2 separate regions of the Rattus norvegicus genome follow, and region 2 is linked to region 1. A link is a contact called in public Hi-C data. All regions are on one chromosome and are shown on one strand. Each heading gives the region's core, a stretch centred on a gene start, on an enhancer-like site or on the middle of the called end of the contact. The rest is flanking DNA. Distances are from core to core; before and after follow the strand shown.

Region 1 (5,085 bases), core at 1,309-3,808:
GAATCAAGGTCAGAGAACAATTGCTTGTTGTGTAGGGTCATGGGAATTTCCAGAAGATACTGCTTGCAAAAGAATTGATTGCAAAAACAGCAAGAGGCCTGGACTTCAGCATAGTCAAGCCATTTGCATAGGGGTCGAGATGAGAATGGAGAAAGAGGGGGTCTAGGAACATAGCCAGATCTCCACCATTTGCTCTGGGACAATTTACCTCATACAACACCTCATACAAAGCAAGTTCTTTCAATATTACTTTCTGATAGTCTGCTTGGCAAATGTCCAAGGCACTGCCTTGTGGCCAGTTGTATGGATTTAGCCTTACATGACTAGAGCCATAGAGAATCACAATACCACCTTGCCTGTATAACCAGTCAGCTTTTCCCTACATAATTTCCCAGAAAACCATTGTAGGCCATCTTTGCCACTTTGTAGGTTCTTCTTTCTTCCTCCTTTCCCCACCCCCTTTCTACCCTTTCAACCCTCTAACACGAGATAGGAGAGGGGGAAAAAGGATAGAAAGGAAAGGGGGCGGTATTGTCATTAGACTACTTCCTGCTGGTTAGGAGTGTCGAGTTGCTTGGGGCAAGTTTGATCTTAGCCATCAATATCTAATTTCTTCTTCTTTCTTCTTTGTGCATGGCTACTTAAAAAACCATGGAGATCAATAGCAACCAACAACCAACCCAACAGTAACATGCCACCCCAGGGCCCCAGCATTTATATAATCTCTGAAAAGCCCTTCAAATTCCAAATTCCAGGAACTATTTGCCACTAGTAAAATCACACCCTTGTTACAGCATGAGGCAAATCATAGTTAGCTGCTGTGATTAATCTGAAGCAGGCCCATATCCCTCACCTGAGATTAAAACACAAACATTTTTATAATATTTCTATGTTTTTAAAGAAACCAAAACTCTAAAATTGTCACCATAATCTACTATCTATCTATCCATCATCTATCTATCTATCTATCCATCCATTATCTATCTATCTATCTATCTGTCTGTCTGTCTGTCTGTCTGTCTATCTATCTATCTATCTGTCTGTCTATCTATCCATCATCTATCTATCCATCATCTATCTATCTATCTATCTATCTATCTATCTATCTATCTATCTATCATCTATCTATCTATCGCTATCATCTATCCTATTCTTTTAGCATTATATATAGACAAGCACCAGGAATGTTCCTGACTCACTGGTATTAGCTAATGTAAGCCAGTTACATTATGGGTCGGATGAAGTTACCTTTGTCCTAACAAATAAATGCCTCTTTCTGATCCAAACTGCTCGAACTTTACCAGATTTTTCTGCTCCCCCAAATCACACCTCTGAGTGTAAAATCACACTTCTCAGTAAATTAATTGCACTCTATGTAAAGCTGGATCTGTCTCCTCTTCAGTCTCCCAGCACCTTGAAGTCATTTCTCATGTACAGTGACTGAATTGTTTCAGAACACTGACATCTAACATAATCAGCTTCTCCAGCAAACAAAATATAAACAAAAACAAAAGGCATAGAGGCATAGGCTCAGCTACTTCTACTGATACAGCAAGGAACCAGTTGGAATTCCTTGTTAAACAAGTACATTTCCTAGCCACTGCTTCCTTTGGAACTGGCTCTCTTCACGCCATCCCTAGACAGTTTGATTCTTGAATTGACAAGGGAAAACTACATTTAAATCAAACTTAGGGCATGAATCTCTTTGGGGGAAGGAGGATACAACAATACAAAACTCCTTAGCTTTCTGGCAAGATAGCCAGAAACTACCCTAGGACTCCTTCTGTCCTAGACTGCTCAAGCACAGGTTTACAAATACAATAAAAAAGATGCAAGAGATGAAAATGGGGTTTAATTTAGAAATCAGAGAAATATCTTCCAATGAAATGTAGTTGCTTTTGTGAATAAGAGAAATTTTAGAACATCCTCATGCATTTTTTCCTCAAGAATCAGGAGAGTTTTGCAACTTCAAATCCAGGGTATAGTCATGAAACATTAGTGAAAGCAAGATCTAGAACCAACTCTTGGCCATGGAGTGCTGGATATGTTTGAGTTTCAAACTTCTGAACTCCATCCTGCCATTTCCTCTCAGTACCTTGGCAAACATCATCATTTAGAATGCAGAAAACAAACAAACAAACAAACAACAAAACAAGTTACAAAAACCAAACCAACCAACCAACCAAACAAACCGAAAGACAAACCTAAACAAACCTCACCCTAAACCATCTTATGATCTGTCTTAAGCTCAAAACCTTTCCTAGATGAGTCTTTTTCTGCACAAGAGGCTGTCCTCTGGTTCTTGCTTAGTCTTCTAAGTGGAACGACAGCTTTTCCAAGGAGTGGGGAAAGCCAGACTAGCAGCAGCATGTGCCACCTGCATGCGCCAGCACCATGGGAACCGAATGGTGAGCAGCTCAAAAGCAAACACCTGAAAGAAGAGATTCCAGCAGACACCAGAGCCTTAAGCTAATTCTAAGGGGCCTTCTCTCTGGAAAGACAAGTTCCTTCAAGATATCAGCAGAGAAGACCTTGAGCGCCCCCTAGAGGGTAGAGAAGGTCACAACATTTCCCCAGTAGGGCCTGCCCGCTATGTAATAATGGCTGTGTCTGTCCCTCAGAGGAGGTATCAAATGCAGTCTCTTTACAGCCTCTGGCCTACCTGACTTACACCACTTACAACAAGTTATGTGACAGCTCATCACTCTGTTATGTGTGTGAGTTCCTTGAGGTCAACAAGACTGTCTTTAGGTGTCCTCCATTCATTACAATGGCGTCAGTTACTTGAAGGGCCTTGTTTTATCTTCCGATGCTCTTGTTTCTTCTACTTTACCTAAATCTATATCATAACTAACAACTTATAATGTCTTAATGCGCTTAGTACTCATGAGTCCATGAAGGCAGATGTCCGTGCTTGCATTTTCTAGAGAAAAGGAGCATTTATTTTCTCCCTTGGAGTGAGCCTCAGGAAGCAGTTGCTTACCCTTGCCTTATGGTGCAATCACCCAGGGATCCACATTCAGAAGGATTTGGCATTTGTTTTATGCTCTGCTGTTGGCATCTTGAAAATATATTTGAATTTGCGTAAAGAAAGTCCAGCCGGGGGGGTGGTGGTGGCACACACCTTTAATCCCAGCACTCCGGTGGCAGAGGAAGGCAGACCTCTGTTTGAGACCAGCCCGATCTACAGGGTGAGTTTCAGGACCCAGCTTCTTGTATCAGGAAGCAATAGCATCGGCAAATTTCAATGGATCAATAGAGTATGCATGCGAACAAGAGTCCGGGTAGGACACGTTGTCGGTCACTCCTGGCTGTGCTTGCATGTAGTCTTGACTATGTCTAGTAGTACGGGCTTTCCACAGCTCCTTAATAGATGGGAGTTAGATACAGATTTGTGGAAAGATGCTGGTAATACAAGCTTGCCATTCGAGCTAGGTACTGGTTACTTTTCTGGTTGCCGTGACAAAATGCCCTGCCCAACTTAAAGAAGAAAGAGTTAACATTTTTACTTAGGGTTCCAGAGGGGTACGATGGTCGGGATGGCACGTCAGGTTGGCAAGTCTATCCGCTGGAGCTCTCGCCTTGAGCCACGGGCACGAAGCAGAGATGGTGAACTGTGAGTGCGGTGCGGCCTTTCACTCTCGGAGCCCACTTCCAGGGACGTACTTTCATTGTGGGAAGTTTCCTGAGGAAGCGCCCTTACACCAGTATGAGTGGAACCGAGGTGTCACAAGGCGATCAGAACCAGGATGGTTCCTGAAGGGCCCCGGTCCCAGGTTCACTTTGTATTCTCTGAAGGTTTGTACTCTAAACCTTCTGGGGGGGGATGGTGGTGTGAACAAACAAGGAAGATTTTACAGAAATGTACACAGCAGTCAGCAAGTCGTTAAGGCCAATGACCTATTGTTTCATCTGCTTCCCCAGGTCACTCTGCTCAGGTAGCAAGGGATGAGACGTAGTGGTTGGCAAATAGACGGCACAGTAGTCCTTTACGTAAATCACTAAAAAAAAAATCAATAAACCAGGGTGTAATAATTGGTTTTTCTCAACTTACTCTATTTCATTCTCTCCTCTTCACTTTCACTACATATTATTAATCTATACTGAAGAAATGAGTTGGTACTCTTGGCATATCATCTGTTGGCGCTCGTTTGTACCCACCCCAGCCTTAACCCTTTGAATAACGCATTTGGTATTCACCCATACTACTCCTGACTGATAATGTAGTAGAGAGCTGGCTATGCTGATTTGGTGATACCTACTGCAGTGGAACGGGTGGTCATGGACCCTGATGGGGCCATTCCTAACAGGTCTAGTAAAAGCACAGGAGCTCCATTATTCCTTGAATCTGAAGGATATAACTATAGCTGTATTTCCCTCCCTGAGAGTACTCCTAAGTTGGGGGCCAATAATCCTAGTCTTCAAGTGTTTCCTTTATATCAGGTATAAATACCCTTGGGGCAGATGAAGTGTGTACTATTAGGAACTACTATAATATTTTATTTTTTTTAATCTAACTGCATACAGCTCTTTTTATTTCCCACACACTGGGCTTTTCCTATTACCTAAACAGGAGGCCCAGTTACATATGCCCCTTTGTGTTGTTAGTCAGGCTTTAGTTAGTCATCTCTACTCTGGTGTAAGCCACCCTGGCTTGTATGTAAGCATATAGAGCCATCCTGCATTTACTACTAAGAATACATAGGGAAGGTGGACTGGAGGAACGTGAGCATGGGGACAGAAGGGTTCAGGTTAGGGGAGGATGGGGGGAGATGCTAATGGGTGAGATGACTTTTGGGGGGCATTTCAGGGCGAGACAGAAACCTAGTGCGATGAAATTCCCAAGAATCTATGAGTGTGACCCTACCTAAGACTCCTAATAATGGGGAATATGGAGCCTGCACTGGCCATCTTCTGTAAACGGGCAAAGCTTCTAGTGAAGGGACTGGAACACAAGCTCAGCCACAAAGCCTTCAATTTGCCTTAGATGTGCTAGGGTTAAGAGGGAGCAGAAATTGAGGGAGTGGCAACGCAATGTCTGGTTCACCTTGTAACCACGAGAGAAAGCCCATCCCTGACTCTGCC
Region 2 (5,085 bases), core at 1,598-4,097, 54 kb before region 1:
ACCTTCAGACTACCCATCATTAGTGACTTGGGCATCTTTTCAGTCAAGCTTACAGTTAAGACAACAGTCCCAGTGACTGGGTCATTTTGTATCCAACTATTTAACCAGCTGTGCACTGATACACGTGTGATCACATATCAACTATTTTCCTTGTACTTGGAGCCTTGGAGGAAAGTGTGAGATCCCAGTTTGCCCATGCCCATGCATGTGAACACGAACACACACACACACACACACACACACACACACACACTATTCAGGGCCAGGGATTAAACCTAAGGCCTTACCACATACCAGGCAAGTACTCTACCGCTGAGATCTACCCTCAGCCTTTGTCTAATACTTATATATTACTCTTCTTTATTAGTGTCTTCAGCACAGGGAGGAAGCAGATCCTCACCCTTGGAAACATGAGGCTGTCAGTGGATGTGGGGAGCAGGAAAACGAGAGGAACAATTCTGCTAAGTGCTTGTGATTATCTTTTTCCTCCCACAGGAGCCTCTGGGGGCTCCGTATTCAGCTCTGACTAAAGTGCAAGCTGGAATATTCACTTTGCTTTCCTTTCATCCATCCATCTATTTTCCTGTTGGTTCCACACTGGACACTAAAGGGTAAGGGCTGTAAAGCATAGCCACCAGCAAATAACACAGTCACTCCCTATGGCATACACGCCATTGCATTGGCATAAATGCACTTAGGGTGCACACTGCTAAGACAAAACCACCTTCTGGCACCAAGATGGACAGGTCATCTCCCTAAATGACACTTCATTAACAATTTATTACGTAGGATCTTGTCATGACTGAAAAATAAAATCAACTTCTCCGAACCCCGGCCTCAATATACACAAGAAACACAACTGGAAAGCATGTGCACGCTATAGTCCCTTGACCAAATTCCAAAGACAGAATCCTGTCCACATCAAAACCGCTAAGTTTCTCATGTGTAAAAGATACTACTGTTAAAAAAAAAACCACTATTTGTGTATCACATTACACAGCCCAATAACAACTAGTAGCTCACTCTTGTGAGTGCATACCGTGTTAAAAAGACAACGTTTTAACTCTTTACAGGGATCTCCTTTTTGTCTCCATCATAACCCAATGTCCCACACAGGAACTACAGATTCATCTCACAAGAAGCACAGGCACAAGGTAGTTAATACAGGATGGCTGAGAGTACCCCCTGGGCACTCGGATCTCACTCTCATTTAGCACTGGCACTCTCAAAGGCTTTGCTACAGTGCCTCTCAGAACATGGCACCACATTTTCAGTAAGGGAAAAGTGTTAACTATAACAAAGACTACTGTAGTCAGACTCTCAAAAAACCCCAGAGGCACATCCTGCAAATACAGATCAAACTTGAGTACACCTCACATTAAGAACTGGCCACCACATCAATTCACCCATTCCCCTCTTCTTTTCCAATGCTTCTCTCCTAATTCAAAAAGCTTCCATCGACTTTTACTTTCAGGAAACAACAGACAGAAGCCAAGCACACTTTCACGATATCGTTTTCTCGTACCGTTGAAGAGACACCTCCTAGTTTAATTGTTTCCACTGTGGTCCCTGAATCTTCGACAGCTGTCTTCTTCTCTGGGGGCACAGATGTGCCTGGCTCTCCAGCCGCTCTTTTATTTCCAATCCCTGACATCTTGGTATAAGATGACAGCTATTTTTTCTGAATGAAAAAAAAAAAACAGAAACAAAAATTAAAAAAAAAAAAAAAAAAACAAACCATGAACTGAATCAAGATAAGTAGGTAAGCCACAATATAGAGTACTTGTATATAAAAACTAGTAATTTTTTTTTCTGGACAACTCTGTAACCCAAATCTACTAATTCCACGGCAAAAACCACCAATCCTAAATCCAGGGACAGACACGGAAGGGAAAAAAAAAATCTGTGAGGAGTGGGATTGACAGGATTAAAGGTTTCTACATAAGATGCTAATAACAAATAAAATACGAATCAAAGAATAGAGACGCTATGAATAAATTTCAGGACTCTCACTTCCTGAGACACCAAAACAAAAAATCAAAAGGAGAATGGTTTATTTATGACAGAGATTAAGATTAAGGTATTCCAAGACTCAGGGCTGAAAGAGACGTGGGAAATATTAGTTAAGTCATGAATCCTAAACAAGTCGGTTGTCTCCAAACCTTAGTTTCCTAAACCAGGAACAACATGCTTGCTAGACTTACTGCAACGAATGGATGACATTAACTATAGAAACAATTTAGCATAATGTCAGATAAACACTGAGCACCCAGAAACGCAAGCCTTCTCTTTGCAAAGCTTTTTCAAGGCTCACTGAGCAGTTCTAGAGATGTCAGACCTAGGTGAGCACGCCAGCGCTTCCTTGGGCAGCCGGGTTGCCTTAAGAGACGAATTTGTTAACAATTCCCGTTTCTTTATTTGTTCAGTCGGGGTGCACTTTCAATATTTCCTACCTGACTGGTTCCGATGCTTAAAGGAGGAGGAATGGATGCTAGATCGCGAGAAACGCGACCATCACGAGTCTACACCCCGCCGGCTTCCAATTCAAACTCCAGGACAAGGAACCTATGGCAAGCAGCAATCTGAGTTGGATCTCGCCTGGAAAGAGAGGAAACAAGAGATGAGGAGGGAGCGCAACTTGAATGGAAAGCGCTGGCCGCAACCTCCGGCGTGGCAAGCCACAGGCCGGGAAGATGGGACCTCGCCACTCAGGGCCCAGGAGCACCGGACAACAGAGCAAACCTGGGCTCTAGCAACTCCCGCCGCGGGCGCGCAGCTTCCAGGGGTTATTTACGAAGGGCGGTGCGGGATTCAATCCCTCATTTCGGACCTGCTCCAAGAGGGATTGAGCTTCACGGAGGCGGAGGCAGGGAGAGGAAGTAGGGAAAAAGAAAAGGAAGTTGCTTCAACTTCGTCCCATACACTGCAAGAAGAGGGCGGAAGTGACATAAGAGAAGGTCGCCGGGCGGAAGTGATGTATTAGGAGGGCGCAGAGTTCTGAGAGTGCCGCCTCCTCTGTGTTGCTTGAGTGGGGCGGAGACTGATTCAGACTTCAGAGCTAACGTGACCAACCTCTTCAACGCGAAGCATTGAATGCGATTTTTGTTTGTTTGTTTGTTTGCTTGTTTTCGTTTAAAAAAAGTATTGGGCTGTGCCTTAAAAGCCCGCTATTATTACTAAAGGAAAGCGTTTTGTTTATATTCTGTGGGCGGGGCGGGAGGGGCCTGTCTGTCCGCTCTCATCCAAACTGCTAATTGGTTGATGGCCCTGTCCATCTTCGAATGGCCGAAGGGATGAAAAAGTTCTGCATAAAGCTCTAGGGATTTGACTGACTTCCAGTTCTGTTTAGTTTCCTCAAGCGTGATTCCAGCAGGGCAATGGTAGCACTCTGCGTTTAATCACTGCACTCAAGAGGAAGAGGCAGGCAGATACCTATGAGTCCAAGGCCAGCCTTGTCTACAAAGCGAGTTCCAGGACAGCCAGGGCTACGCAGAGAAATCCTGTCTTGAAAATAAGTAAGTAAACAAATAAATACAACATACTACACAGAGAAGCCCTTATCTGGGAAGCCCAAAATAAATGAGACTCGGTTTAGCACTACCTACAAATTACACTCAGCCGGAGAACTTTAGTCTTTTGTAGGGTTAAAAAAGACACCTTCAGCCCACCCCATCTTCCCACTATGGATTCTCATCACAGGTTGGAAAACTACTGCTTTAGTGTTTGGGGAGGATAAGCTACTGACCAAAAGCACACGGGGCAGAGGGATAAGAATAAGTGGACTAGTCTGTAATCTCAATACCAATTTTTTAAAATGTGCGCATATGTGTTCGAGTGCCCACATGTAAACCTCAAAAGGACAATTTTGGGGGAAGGGTTGTACTTCCAGGGCTTGGGTCTCAAGGACTGAACTCAAGATGGCAAGCATCTTTAACCACTGAACCATCTTGCCAGCCCAGTACCAGGATGTTTAAAATTAATTGGGAGTTGATTTTTTTTTGTGTATTAGTAATAAACTATATCTTATTCAATTATACTAAATGCATCTTAATGATAGAAAGGCAATCGATCTGACTTGCTCATGAAAAACTGTATGGCTTCCAAAATTGTGGCAAATTACCCAATGACATCAAAGAAAGGTACAGGGATGTAAGAATGGCTGCTGTAGCAAACCATTGAAATGAGAACAGGATCCTTGTTGGAGGAATTAGAGAAAGGGTTGAAGGAGCTGAAGGGGCTTACAACCCCATAAGAACAACAATACCAACCAACCAGAGCTCCCAGGAACTAAATCACCATCTAAAGAGTACACATGGTCAGACCCATGGCTCCAGCTTCATATGTAGCAGAGGATGGCCTTGTTGGACACCAATGGGAGGAGAAGCCCTTGGTCCTGCCAAGTGTGGACCCCCAGTGTAGGGGAATGTTGGGGGGGGCCAGTAAGGTGGGGTGGATGGGGAGGGGGGACACCCTTATAGAAGGAGGGGATTGGATGGGGCTTATGGATGGGAAACTGGGAAAGGGAATAATATTTGAAATGTAAATAAAAATATCCAATAAAAGAAAGAAAGGAAGAAAGAAAGGAAGAAAGAAAGAAAGAAAGAGAGAGATAGAGAGAGAATGGCTGCTGTACCTTAAAAAACAAAAACAAAACAAAACAAGAAACAATACATGTAAGCATGATTGGAGAAAAACCTAATCCACACCAAATTTCTGGTAATAGAAAGAATTTGGTGTCCTTGCACTTGACTGATCTTTCCTGTGCTTGAGATAAGGTCAGCTGTGGAAAGCGTATTCTGTTGGTGCCTTGGACTGCAGTATCTAACCTGGCCCAGAGAAAAATTGTCTGTAAATGAACTTCACACTCCCATTTGGTGAAGCTGAGGAGCAAGAAGAATTGTTTCTATAACTTTAATTTTTTTCAAATCCTACTTTTAATGATGGTTCATAAATGCTTTAACCTTCCTTGTAGACCACTACAAAAGAAAAGATACAGGGGATGGAGGGTGAACCTGTTTAGAAAGGTTCTATGAAGCAACTCCCATCTCTGTTATCTGGAAATTAGCAGTTCAGTTCACAGGTAAG

The links. A called contact is a pair of places that touch in the nucleus more often than the background predicts.
Region 2: a contact with region 1 is called in a Hi-C map of liver, with 3 times the contacts expected there. The contact joins the promoter of Rnf20 here to the enhancer-like site in region 1. A contact is called at or near these places in 12 of 12 Hi-C or Micro-C datasets (the A7r5 cell line, the Rat2 cell line, Schwann cells and 7 more) and 1 of 1 datasets of contacts at active chromatin or transcription factors (oligodendrocytes).

What each region holds. Positions count from the first base shown.
Region 1 is chr5:68,714,639-68,719,723 of GRCr8, reverse strand. LOC134478967 (a long non-coding RNA gene) reads right to left here. Exons shown (of 2, transcript XR_010051798.1): 2 at 1-4,001. Among named protein-coding and RNA genes, the nearest start is that of Pgap4, 12 kb to the left of the region's middle. Within about 2 kb of position 2,558, at least 2 of the 93 cell types and tissues checked have an H3K27ac peak or open chromatin away from gene starts, as enhancers often do. A contact at or near this core is called in liver, where this site is marked.
Region 2 is chr5:68,769,377-68,774,461 of GRCr8, reverse strand. Rnf20 (ring finger protein 20) reads right to left here and starts at 2,847. Exons shown (of 20, transcript NM_001107929.2): 1 at 2,454-2,847; 2 at 1,526-1,681. The coding sequence starts at 1,654.